Linked DNA regions of Mus musculus: region 2 is linked to region 1. A link is a contact called in public HiChIP or PLAC-seq data. All regions are on one chromosome and are shown on one strand. Each heading gives the region's core, a stretch centred on a gene start, on an enhancer-like site or on the middle of the called end of the contact. The rest is flanking DNA. Distances are from core to core; before and after follow the strand shown. Region 1 holds the start of Dppa3 (developmental pluripotency-associated 3). Region 2 has its middle 23 kb from the start of Slc2a3.

The links. HiChIP or PLAC-seq counts read pairs in DNA pulled down with a chosen protein or histone mark.
Region 2: an H3K27ac HiChIP or PLAC-seq map of embryonic stem cells shows a contact between it and region 1, with 12 read pairs. The contact joins the enhancer-like site here to the promoter of Dppa3 in region 1. A contact is called at or near these places in 2 of 39 promoter capture datasets (the C10 cell line and embryonic stem cells), 2 of 484 Hi-C or Micro-C datasets (both in embryonic stem cells), 4 of 115 datasets of contacts at active chromatin or transcription factors (embryonic stem cells and pancreatic cancer cells) and 3 of 9 other capture datasets (adipose tissue, liver and pancreatic islet).

The regions. Positions count from the first base shown.
Region 1 is chr6:122,623,346-122,630,178 of GRCm38.p6, forward strand. Dppa3 (developmental pluripotency-associated 3) reads left to right here and starts at 3,079. Exons shown (of 4, transcript NM_139218.1): 1 at 3,079-3,265; 2 at 5,232-5,464; 3 at 5,956-5,991; 4 at 6,565-6,833. The coding sequence starts at 3,178. The coding sequence ends at 6,660. RefSeq lists a promoter at 947-3,149.
Region 2 is chr6:122,762,145-122,768,545 of GRCm38.p6, forward strand. It overlaps a transcript of Slc2a3 not described here. Among named protein-coding and RNA genes, the nearest start is that of Slc2a3, 23 kb to the left of the region's middle. RefSeq lists an enhancer at 1,885-4,747. Within about 2 kb of position 2,362, at least 236 of the 459 cell types and tissues checked have an H3K27ac peak or open chromatin away from gene starts, as enhancers often do. A contact at or near this core is called in adipose tissue, embryonic stem cells, pancreatic cancer cells and 1 more, where this site is marked.

The sequences.
Region 1 (6,833 bases), core at 1,829-4,328:
AATATCTTTATCAACCCCCAAATCTGCAAGATAATAACAATGGACCTTAGTGCTTAAAGCACAAAAGGCAGGAGCTCTATTCCCTCAAACTCTAGCTTGAGATCAGAAACCCTCTCCTGACTCCATATACCAGATCCATACACTCTTACACATATACATACATACACACATATACATACAATTTTTTAAGAATTTTAAATGGGCTGGCCCGAAGGTAGTGAGTTATCTCAATTGATTGTTCACAGTCAGTTACAGATTGAACTCCTGTTTTACGCTTTGCCCCCTCTCACTCCTGCACTTGAACTCGTCTAAAAAGAAAAAAAAGAAAAAAGAAATGTATGTGCTCACATGGGACAATATGTTCTGTCCTCAGCTTCCTCCTCTGAATCCCTGGTAGCATGGAAGCAAACTGCCTTTACATGTTAATTTGGCAAGTGCAGATTCAATCCCATCATGCTCTATGTGTCTTATGTTATACACGAAGAATAATCATGGGGCTGAAGAGTCAATAGGTGAACGCAGCTGCTGTAATCCTGAGTTTGTTTTCTGGGCCTAGTGGATAGGAGAGTATGAATGCCACAAATTGCCCTGGCCTACACACACACACACACACACACACACACACACACACCACAACATAATTGTAATTTTAAAGATATGAAAATATAAAGAGTGGCGCACGCCTTTAATCCCAGCACTCAGGAGGTAGAGGCAGGCAGATTTCTGAGTTTGAGGCCAGCCTGGGCTACAGAGTGAGTTCCAGGACAGCCAAGGCTACACAGAAAAACCCTGTCTTGAAAAACTGAAAAAGAGAGAGAGAGAGAGAGAGAGAGGAAGGAAGGAAGGAAGGAAGGAAGGAAGGAAAGAAAGGAAGGAAGGAAGAAAGAAGGAAAGAAAGGAAGGAAGGAAGGAAGGAAGGAGGGAGGGAGGGAAGGAAACATAAAGATTACATGAATTGGACTGGTTATGGTATCTCAGGGGTGTCCGTTGCTTCTTTAATTTTGCATGGCTGGGACCAGAAACTAAGGCTTCATGCCTGCAGGGCAAGTCCCATACTATTAAGGCTCAAGAGTCCACCAGGCCTGTCTGTTGGATTTTCTCTAACTTCTACAATGGAATTCTCAAGTGAAGAGATCCTTCAGGTAACAACAGTTGAAAGTAGATCAACAGGGTCAAGGTGCTGTAAGAGCAGTGTGTGTGCCTTAAACTCCAGCACAGGTGGGAAGTATCTATGGGCTACTTGAAACTGGCCAGCAATCCTGTCTAGGACTCCCGAGTGCCTCGTGTGAGAATTTGCATCTTAATAAGATCCAGCTGGTCTGAGCTATGCTTCAAATTTGCATGTCAAAGAAAGTAGCTAGGACCTGTGTTAAAGTGTGAAGCCTAAAAACCACTGAATAGAATAGCCGTGGCTTTCATCCCAGCCCGTGGGAGGCAGAGGCAGGTGGATTTCTGAGTTCGAGCTCAGTCTGGTCTACAGAGTGAGTTCCAAGATAGCTAGGGCTACATCCTGATCCCATATTGCTGCACTCCTATGATCCCTGCACATTGAAGCAGAGGCAGGAGGATCCCTACAACTTCAAAAGCAGGTTGTTGAGAGTTCCAAGCAGCCTAAAGTTGTGGCATAGTAAGAGACTTCGTCTAAAACAAAACAAACATGGGAACTTTGGTCTTCATTCCTCCTTTGTGCAGACAGTGGCCCGCCCATGCTGGTACACTTCATTACAACTCAATCCAAGAATTGTTGGAGTTACGTTTTTTATTATTGATTTCCTTCTCCTCCTAGACAAAGTCTCACACAGTAGCCTTGGCTGACCTAGAATTAGAGATCCTGCTGCCTCAGCCTCTTGGATGTTGTGATTATAGGTGTGAGCCAGCATGCCCAACCAAAGTTAATTTTAGATGCTCAGAAATGCTTATACCAGGTGAGTCACCCACGCCTGAAATGCCAGCACTGGTGTAGACTGACTTAGGATTCAAAGTTCCAAAGTGCAGAGGTTGAGGCAGGGAGATATTTGAGTTGGCAGCTGGCCTGGTCTACACAGGGAGTTCCTAAGCAGCCAAGTCTGCCCTGTTTGGAAAAACAAGACAAACAAACAAAAAGTTTCAGGCCACCTGCTGAGAGACGGGGAGAAGGGGGGCGTGTCTCTTTAAAAAAAGTTGTGCGGATGGTGTTGTAAGCTTTATAATCCTAGCACATTGGAGGCAGAGAAAGGAAGAGCTCTCCAGTTTGAGGCCAACCTGGGCTGTTACATACCAAGTTTCTGAACAGCAAGACTACACGGAGTCTCAAACAAAGAGTTAGATATTATTAAATGTATTGTCTATGAAATGATCCACAATTATATATTCTTGAATTCCATGCATATATATATATATATCATAAAATATCCATCTATTTAAGTATAACAAATACATCTTTATTTAGTAGCATTTAAAGTGAAATAGTTTTCAAAGATTTAAGATGAAGCAGTCAAAGGAAACATTCTAATTAACTTAACTGATGGGAAGGGGGTGGGGGACGGCACAACTGCCTATTCTAGAACATATAAACCCAGTTCACTGATCACTAGCCATCTCCAAGATGTAATAAACAAAAATAAAATTCCTGATATTTCAGGAAACCAAAAGAGATTCTAGATAAAATCTGCAATCTTTGTTGTTGTTGTTTGCTTTTTCGAGACAGGGCTTCTCTGTATAGTCCTGACTGGAACTCACTCTGTAGACCAGGCTGGCCTCGAACTCAGAAATCCGCCTGCCTCTGCCTCCCAGGTGCTAGGATTAAAGGCGTGGTGGCTACCACTGCCAGGTTTGAAGTCTTTTTTTTTTTTCCTTCCCATTTTGTGACTAGGGCTGGTCTAGAACTCAGAGATCCACCTGCCTCAGCCTCCCTGGAACTGGCTGGGATTGCGCAGGGTTAGTTTTAACCGAGAGCGGGGAATCCTACAGTAAAAAGGCCCCGCCTCCGCCTAAAGGTGTAGCTCAGGTGAAGCCTGTAATCACTGCTCATTAGCATTAAAGTAGCCTGGGGGTAGACTCGGCTGTATAAAAGGAAACCAGACCCCCCCCCCCCCATTCACAGACTGACTGCTAATTGGGTCTTGGTTTTAGGTCTTTTCAAAGACTAAGCAATCTTGTTCCGAGCTAGCTTTTGAGGCTTCTGCCCATCGCATCGCCATGGAGGAACCATCAGAGAAAGTCGACCCAATGAAGGACCCTGAAACTCCTCAGAAGAAAGATGAAGAGGACGCTTTGGATGATACAGGTAGGCCGGCGTCGGCCTTTCTGCCCGGGGTTTTGGGAAGCCCTCCCTTCTCTTCTCGTTCAGCTAGCACGAGGCTGGTATCACTGAGCCCAGCACTGACTCAGTGGAGGACCAGGGAGTTTCAGGCCATCTGTTGTGAGTGCAAACCCAAGCCAGAGATGATGGTTAAGAATATACACCTTCCTCGGGGTGAAAATGCTGGTTCGTAGAGATAAAAAGAACCGGGAGGGAGTTGAGACTGTGGTATCTCGGTTGCGGGATTTTTAAGACTCATAAGACCACGTTCTGGGCTGTACTGGGTTGTATGGTTGGGGGGGGGGGGTAACATTTCCTCATCAGCAATTGGTCTCCGCGGTGTTTTTATTTTGTTTTGTTTTTAAATATTTATGATTTGGTGTTTGAGGCAACAGTGCCTGGACTAGAACTCCCTGTGCAATCCAGAATGGCATCCCAAATCCGAGAATTAAAGATTAAAGGCTTCCGAGTGGGCTGCAGTGTGTGTGTGTGTGGGGGGGGGCGTTGTTTGTGTTGTTTTAGCATAGAAATCTTGGTTGAGACAGTCTCACTCTGTGGTAGTAGATACAAGGAACGCAACCTTGTAGCCCTGGCTGGGCTCAGTCTCGATCCTCCTGCCTCTGCCTCCAAAGTTTTAGAATTAAAAGTGTGCAGTGTCATGCCGGCCCTTGTGTAGCACCGGAGTTTTGTTTGCTTCTCTGTGTAGCCCAGGTTGTCCTAGGACGCTGTACACCAGGCTGGCTTGGGACTCAGGAGGATCCGCCTTTCTCAGACTTTCGAGTGCAGGGATTAAAGGCAGTGCCACCTCGGTGGGCGACAGCGGAATCTTTTAAGCTTCAGTTGAACCTGGGTTTTTTTTTTTTTTTTTTTTTTTTTTTTTCTTATTCTCATCTACTTTCTTTCCAGCTAAATATCCTTTTCAGGTAAATGGCTATTCAAGGGGAGCCCAAGATAGGCTGAGCCGTGTGCTACATGGGCCCACTGGTTCCCACTCCCCAGCTGCAGTTGATTCTTTGTCCGAGGGACTGCCTCCGGGCACTCCCGGTCTAGGGCGTGGCTCGAGAGGAGCCCTCCCCTCCGGTCTGATTAGAAAACAAAAAAATGCCTTGAATCTGCCAGTTACACGGGACCTTCGTATTTCCACGAGATAATTCTTTAGCCTTTGGGGGCTTTTTAAATCTTGAGGCTGTTCAGCCCCTACTGGTCTAAAACCCACTATCCAAGCTAGGCTAGATCCAAACTCTCAATCACTTCGGAGGCAGAAACGCTGGCTGGCTGGCTCAGCCTTGGAGTCACTTTGCCTTTCTTCCAGGAGCGTTGTGGTTACGTTTTCTGTATAAGATGGGGCCATCTACTGCGTGTGGACGATTCAAACGGAGAGAGCTGGTTTCCCAACATTTGTTTTTCGAGACTGTTTTCAAGACAGGGTTTCTTCTCTGTGTAGCCCCAGGCTGACCTCGAACTCAGAAACCCGCCTGCCTCTGCCTCCCAAGTACAGGGATTAAAGGCGTGCGCCACCACTGTCTGGCAACATCCCTTGTTACATAGCTGTCCAGAAGCATTTGAGCAGGTCAGTTAGATTTAGGTGGAAAAATGAACAGCCAGTTTTGGGAAGGTTTTCCAGAGCTGAAGCTGAACCCAGAGGCACTATTGGGGAAGCCCTCCAGCTGAGCCACATTCCTGCAGCACAATTGGCTGCAGAGTCTATGGGAGAAGGGGGGGGGGGGGGAGAATATGCAGGTCTCAGAACCTCTGAACTAGACTTACATACAGGCTGCATCGGTAACCCACAGTAAAGTAGCGCAGTGGATCTCTACACAAGCACTAGGGTTTATGACTAAGTCCTGTGCACGATTTGCTTCTTGTTGACCCCTCTGCGGAAGAGGGAGTATCCACTTGTTTTTCTCTGGGGTGTATTGTCTTTATGCCTCACTAGTGTCTTCTGTTTCAGACGTCCTACAACCAGAAACACTAGTAAAGGTCATGAAAAAGCTAACCCTAAACCCCGGTGTCAAGCGGTCCGCACGCCGGCGCAGTCTACGGAACCGCATTGCAGCCGTACCTGTGGAGAACAAGAGTGAAAAAATCCGGAGGGAAGTTCAAAGCGCCTTTCCCAAGAGAAGGGTCCGCACTTTGTTGTCGGTGCTGAAAGACCCTATAGCAAAGATGAGAAGACTTGTTCGGGTGAGTTTCCTGTGCGGACAGGGCTGTTAGACCTAAGAGCAACTCCAGCCTCAACGGGATTCAAGGCATTTTTTGTTTTCTAATCAGACCGGAGTATAGACAAGGCTAGTGACTGCTTGTAATTCGCAGACGGAGAGAATAGAGTTCCAAGGCTATCCTCTAAGCAGTCAGGCTGACCTGAGCTATGTACATATACGCAGTAATGAGCATCAGCACTGGGTGTTTGAAAGTTAAGACTCCCTCCCTGTCCAAGCTGGCCCTCCAGTTCACTCCACAGTCCTGCCTCTTCAGAGCTGGGACTACAGGGCTAACTTAGACTAGATCTCAGAGCTGAAGTGGGCCTGTTACTCTTTGTAAACCAGGCTGGCCTTAAACTGGGGTGATCTTCCTGCCCCTGCTTTCACAGAGCCTAGCAGTGACAACTTCTCACAAAGTGTTTAAAGTAGGTCTTGATAGTTTTGAATAATTTTGTTTTTGTTTTTCTTTTAAAGATTGAGCAGAGACAAAAAAGGCTCGAAGGAAATGAGGTAAATACTCTTTGTTTTTGTTTTTTGTTTTGTCTTGCTTTCTTTTATTTTATTTTGTTTGGAGACAGGGTTTCTCTGTATAACCCTGGCTGTCCTGGAACTCACTGTAGACCAGGCTGGCCTCGAACTCAGAAATCCACCTGCCTCTCCCTCCCAAGTGCTAAGATTAAAGGCATGTGCCACCAGAGGTAAATACTCTTTAAAATTTTTATTATGAGTACACTGTAGCTGTCTTCAGACACACCAGAAGAGGGCGTCAGATCTCGTTACGGATGGTTGTGAGCCACCATGTGGTTGCTGGGATTTGAACTCAGGACCTTTGGAAGAGCAGTCAGTGCTCTTAACCTCTAAGCCATCACTCCAGTCCCAATAAATACTCTTAATGCATGGGTGGGTTGGGTGTCTGTTTCATTGTTTGATTTAGACTAGGAATGTGTCTGGGGAGTATGTGGAAAAAATTCTCAGCCCCCAGGAAGTCTGGTTATTGAAGCAGTAATTAAAACAATAGATAAATGGGATTTGTTTCATTGGGTTTACAATATCCTGATTAACCTATTTTGTTATTTATTTCAGTTTGAACGGGACAGTGAGCCATTCAGATGTCTCTGCACTTTCTGCCATTATCAAAGATGGGATCCCTCTGAGAATGCGAAAATCGGGAAGAATTAGGAGCTTACATTGTACGCTGCCCTGGCTGTCGACGATGCCGCACAGCAGATGTGAAAGCTATTTTTTGTTTAAGATTAAACTTTTTCTGGTGCTGGGAAATCTTAACTTGTTAACCTTTAAATTGTAGATAGGATGCACAACGATCCAGATTTATGTGAAGTTTAGAAGCCTCA
Region 2 (6,401 bases), core at 1,112-3,611, 140 kb after region 1:
GGGGTCCCACTGTGTTCCTTAGGCAGGTTTTGAACTGCTATTCTGCCTAAGTCTCCTCATAGCTGGGATTACAGGCCAGCTGGAGGATAACTTTTAAATCTAATGTTATCACAATTATACCTAAGTGGCTGCTTCAATCTAGTTTTTCCTTGTTAGTGTTTTTATTGAGACAGGTCTGGAATCATTTAGACCAGGCTGGCCTCGAACTTGTAGATCTGCCTGTCTCTGCCTCCCAAGCGCAGGGATTAAAGATTTGAGCACCAGTGTTTTCTTTACAAAGTTCATAGGAAAGAAATGGTCTATTAAATCCCATGCCCTGACCAATGGCTCTCTATTTAGACCTTACCTTGATACTTTCTGGTCAACACCCTTTCATATGAAGGCTTGTTGTGTTTGTTTGTTTTTAATAAGGTTCTCATATTGCCCAGAGTGGCCTAGAACTAGACAAGTAGTTAAGGACGGCCTTGAACTCCTTTCTGATCCTCCTAGTTCTACCTCCCTGGCAAGGGGATTACAGGCATGAGCACCACACCCAGTTTAATGAGTTCTATTTACTAACAGACAACAACACATCACAGCAGGAGAGACCTGTTTTAGCTAGGGTTGTTTGTGCTGTAATAAAACACCAGGACCAAGCCGGGAGTGGTGGCACACGCCTTTAATCCCAGAGGCAGGTGGATTTCTGAGTTTGAGGCCAGCCTGGTCTACAAAGTGAGTTCCAGGACAGGGAGGGTTATACAGAGAAACCCTGTCTCGAAAAGCCAAAACAAAACCCAACAAACAAACAAACAAACAACAAAAAAACCCAAAAACACCAGGACCAGAGCACATGGAGAAAAGAGGTCTCTGTGGCCCATTTCCACCTCAGCGCTGAAGTCACATTTGAACACTCGTAGTTATCAGCTATCCAGGTCTCTCTCACCGTGACATTATCTGTGTATATAACGTAGTTTGGTCATGCTCACTCACTATTACCCTCTCTAGACCCCTCCCACTCCCACAGGAAGCATCTTCCAAGGCTAGGGATCTGGAGGCTGCAGATAAACAGCTGATACCGAGTTCCAGGAAAGGAGCCACCCCCCTGGTACTCAGTGAGGGCCCTATTCCCAGGCTGTTTGGAGAGCCTCTCAGGTCAGAGGAGATGGAGAGGCCACAGAGAGAGGCCAGTGAGGCAACAAGGCTCTTGGGACACTGTGGTCCACAAACCCTAAAACACTTACATAATCTGACCCTTTGCAGTAAAAGTTACCAACTCCCGAGTTTTACTGTAGATGAGGCAAATGAAATGGGACCTTAAAGCTGTGAGATCACAGTCATTGGCTGGGATCAGAAGAAGGAAGGAGGCACTGTCTGTGGTAGCAGAGGCTGGAGACAAAGAACATGCCTCTGAGCGGGGAAACTCTGAGGACTTCCTGTGAATGAAAAAATGGTCCAGCCAAGACTGACAACCGACCGTACTCAACAGGAAAGTCTTTCTCAGTCTCAGTCTCTCTCTCAATATCTTTCATTTCATGTAACAGGAATCCACGGGAGTGCCACCGTGAGAGTGCCCTACTTAAGGGCACTGGGCCTAGAGGCTGGTTTTCCAGGTTCCCCCGGGGCCTGCAGGCAGCTTTAGATTTTACTGGAGAGTAAGCACTGAGAGGAAGTCACTTTGAGTATACTGCTGTCATCCATGTCATTAGTGAGGGAAAAACTGGGACTGGAGGAGAGGTGGCTGAAGATTAGTTGATGAATTGTCCTTAGGTTTTCTTTACACCCACCTTAGTCATTTTTTGTGAACACCTCCTTCCCCCCGCGCGCGCGCTTAAAAGGTAGCAAACAGTCTGCATAGACCCAACCAAAGACCAATGTAGGGAGATAACTGTTGAGCATGGGCCAAGGCCAACAGACTCAGCAGGGAGTTCCTCATTTTCTCATGGGTAATATTCCCTTTTCAGGCTGGAGAAGTGAGGGTCAGAGACTGAAGCACTTAGGTTAAACATCCCAGCTCAAGATGTGTTTAAAGGATAACATGCTTAGATTTTCTAATGCCAATTTACAACACATCAGATTATGTCCCGCGACTGGTGTTATGAAGAACATGTCTATCCAAAGTCCTAAAATGTCATTAAGGGTTAAATGCATGCAAGCAGCGTTCACGTGCTTCCTTGGTTTGGGGCACAGAGAAAGGTAGAGTACGGCGGATGTTAGGACGGCGAGGCAGGCACCAGAAAGCCCTTATTTCTACTTTCTTCTGCTTATTTCGACCCCGACGCACGCCTAAATAGCAAGTAGCACAAAATGTATAGCCCTAATGTGCAGGGCTGTTCTTTTCCGTCGGTCGTCGATCGTGCCACAGTGGCGCAGTTCGCTGCGGATGGTGCAGGGTGACCCAACGCTCTGCGCATGCTCACACACATCTGATCCTTCCCAGGCCCACCCTTTCCTTCTTCCTGGTGGTCTGCAGCCCACCCTACCTTTTACTTCTAAATTCACCCTCCGCCTTTCCCAGTCCGTTTCTTTCTTTTTAATACCCCCACCCCCGCCTCCTCCCGACAAGTCAACCAAAAACGTCAAGGGAACGTGAGGACCAAGGGAAGGAGCGGAACACTGCAGGATGCGCGAATGAGTCAGCGAGCTGGGGAGGCAGATCCAAGCGACTCAGGGACCGCGGGGGCTGCCGGGCGCCGTGCCAATACGCACGTCCCTTCTGCCGGGCGGGGTCGGCCAGCGCCCACCGGATGGGGCTGAGAAAGTGCAGTTGTCAGGAATCCGAGGCATCTCTGTGGAGCAGCAGGTTACGCCAGAGTCTGCCTCGAGGGCGAGGGCGAATGCCCCACCTGCGCCCGGCAGTCTCCCCACCTGTCCATCTATTTTGCCGCAGGCCATTCGGCTTCGTCGTGCAGCACACCAGGTCGCTCACGTTTCCCACGCTGCCTGCTTCTTTTTATTTCAGTCAGCTTTACATATACTACGCGTGCAAAAGCGTTCACCCATTCCAGCTGTTCGGGTAGATGACTAATTTTTGATGCCTGCAGTCTCCTGTCTCCGTGCCACCCCACTGCAATCATCAGAGTGCAAATTTACTCTTAGAACATTCTCCTGCAGCATGCTCTCACTGAGGTTACCCGGTCATTGTTCGGTGGCATTCGAGCGACTGTAGGCTTTTGTAACGGACCCAGCAGGAGGAGATAATCTGGGAGAGACACCAGCTCCTCCCCTTAGCTATCAACCTATTCAAACAATGGACCAAAGAATTAAAATTTCCCCAGGACTCCCAAGCGTTTGAGGGTGGAGGTGGGGTGCAGATCCCCTGGTGAGGAGGGTTAAGGGACGGTGGTGGGGGTGGGGTGGGGGTTAGGACGGGGCACTTTGCCTACCGGGAAAGATTTCACAGGGATCTGACAACTTTATCATACCCTTATTTCCTGGCCTTTGTTTCATCACTTCTGTAAAATTTACACCTGTTACAGAAATGGCGGAGAAAAACTAGGCATCATTCTCTGTTTTGGACAAGTCGTACATAAATCCAATTTTCCTTCAATTTTGCTTCCTTATATCTTTTAAAATGTATCAGGAAGCTGGTCGGATTGACACAAACATTTAATCCCAGCACTCTGGAGAAGAGGCAGGAGGATCAGTGAGTTAGAGGTCAACTAGGTCTATGTGGTGAATTGCAGGATATCCAAAGCTACATCTTGAGACCCTGCCTTGAAAAATTAGAACAAGGAAAAAAAGAACCAGGTTTAAGATGTAAATGTCTTCCTGTGACATTTTTCTCAGTTACTTTTTCATATATTAGCAGATAGGAGGTATTTCTTATGGACCGTACACAGTTAAAATGGGGAACGAGTTAAACTTATTTTTCATCTCTGCGCAGTATTTGGATGCTCCCCCCCCCCAGCCCCCACCAAGACAACTGGATTCACTGACTAATCCTTTCTGAGAGGTAATTGTTTTCTCTCTCTCTCTCTCTCTCTCTCTTTCTTTCTTTCTCTTTTTCTTTTTTCCTTCCTGAGGAAAGCTGCAGGGAAAAGAAGCACTTAAAGACTCAATTGCAGCTGAGTAGAAAGCCAGGTGGGACTGAAAGGAATTTTCCGAAGAATTGGGGGGTGGGGGTGGGGCACAGACATTAAAGGCTCTGTTTTAAAAACCAGGCACTCCAAGTCTCATGGTGTGGTTGTAAAAGCGACTGGAAGGCTGCCTTTGGGCAGACAGGATGTGAATTCCTGCAATAGACTCATAAAAGAAAATGTAAACTCGGACCATTGAGCCTAATGAAAGATGGGAGCTGAGAACAGTAGATTTGTCCTCCCACAGAGGGTGTGGTGTGTGTCTGGTGTGGTGTGTCTGGTGTGTGTGTGTGTGTGTGTGTGTGTGTGTGTGTGTGTGTGTGTGTGTGTGTTTAGGAAAAACAATCTAAGAGAAGGACACAAAGATGACTCGTAGGAAGGGCATTTCAAGATTTGCCTATCAACACCTGGGAAGCAGAGACAGGAGTGTTCAAAGCTGTAGGTTCAAGGTCAGCCTGGTCTGCACGTGAGTATCAGGCAGGGCAGCCATAGTTTTACAGTAAGACAGACAGACAGAGAGGAGGACAACAACATGCTACCCTTGTTGCAATGTTGTTGCAAAGCACCAGGCCCTTTTCCTGAACCTGTGACAAAGGGTTTTTACTTCCTCTTGCTGACCCATTACTCAACAGGTGGAGATAGCTCAACACCTTTCTAAGGAGGGACAGTTACAGCCTCTCCTTAGAAGGCCAGTCACAGAAGTCCTTTTTTTTTTATTGGTTATTTTATTTATTTACATTTCTTTTTTTTTTTAAGATTTATTTATTTATTATATGTAAGTACACTGTAGCTGTCTTCAGACACACCAGAAGAGGGCATCAGATCTCATTACGGGTGGTTGTGAGCCACCATGTGGTTGCTGGGATTTGAACTCCTGACCTTCAGAAGAGCAGTCGGGTGCTCTTACCCACTGAGCCATCTCACCAGCCCTTATTTACATTTCAAATGTTATCCCCCTTCCAGGTTCTCCCCAGCAAATCCCCATTCCTCCCACCCCCACCCCCAGAAGTCTTTAATAGTCCTGGAGCTGTTCTGTTGGAATAAAACTTTCAGGACAGGTACTTTGCTGGTGGTTACTGAACTACACATGCACCGATGGAGGTAAATATGCACTATTGCAAGTTGTACAGCTGGATGGATGGATCAAGACATGGATTCTAGAACATTGCAACACCCCACCTCCCCTTCCTGTGCCAGGTCCAGACTATAGTTTATCGATCCTAGCATCCTACTCATGGATATACCTAAGTGTATTCATTCTTCCATAGACATACACATTATTATCATTATTATTGATCTGTGCAGTACTGGGAATTGAACACAGAGACGTGTATGCTGTGTAAGCACATTAGGGAGTGATCCTCTCAGCCTCCAGGGTAGACACTGCTGGGCCTTTTGAACAACATATATATTTTCTGGTCACCTGTAAAATGTTTTCTCCTTAAGTAAGATCGCTAAATTGCTCCCCCCCCCCCCCCCCCCAGACAGGGTTTCTCTATGCAGCCCTGGCTGTCCTGGAACTTTCTCTATAGACCAAGCTGGGCTCAAACTCAGAGGTCCAACTGCCTCTGTCTCCTGAGAAAGGCGTGCATCACCACCACCTGGCGAAATCACTATTCTTTGTTAATAAATAATGTCTTTTTCCTTCTCCTCTTTGACTGCTTTGCAGCACTGGGGATCAAACCCAAGCATCCACATGTTAGGCAAGCAGTTTACTACTGAGCTACTCTCCCAGACCGAATAATAAATCCTGAACAGAAATAAGCAAACTACAGATTATATGTATGCACTGTTCTGTTTTGTTTTGTTTTTTTGTCAGTCTTACTGTGTAGCCCGAGCTGGCCTGTAACTCACAGCAGTCTGCCTACCTCTGCCTCCAGAGTACTGGATTAAAGTCATGCACCTAGTGTGCACCACACACACACACACACACACACACACACACACACACACACACAGCACAGCACAAACAGCCCTTGCTTAGCTGGTTCTCTCTCTCTCTCCCTCTCTCTCTCTCTCTCTCTCTCTCTCTCTCTCTCTCTCTCTCTCTCTCTCTCTCTCTCTCCCTCCCTTCCTCCCTCCCTTCCTTCCTTCCTTTTTTAATGTATGTGCCTGTGTGAGTTTTGTGTACCATGCAGCTGCCCGAGGAGGCCAGAAGAAAGTATCCGGGAATTAGACGCGCTCTTCAGTGCTGAGCCTTTTCTCTGCCTTGTGCCAATGGCCAGGCCACCCAACCATCTGCTTTGTGCAGGACTATGCTATTTTAGTACTAAAAGTCACTGGGCAAAACTGGACAGTTGGTCACTCTACACAGGGACAGTGACCAAAGAGGTGCAAGGCTTACAT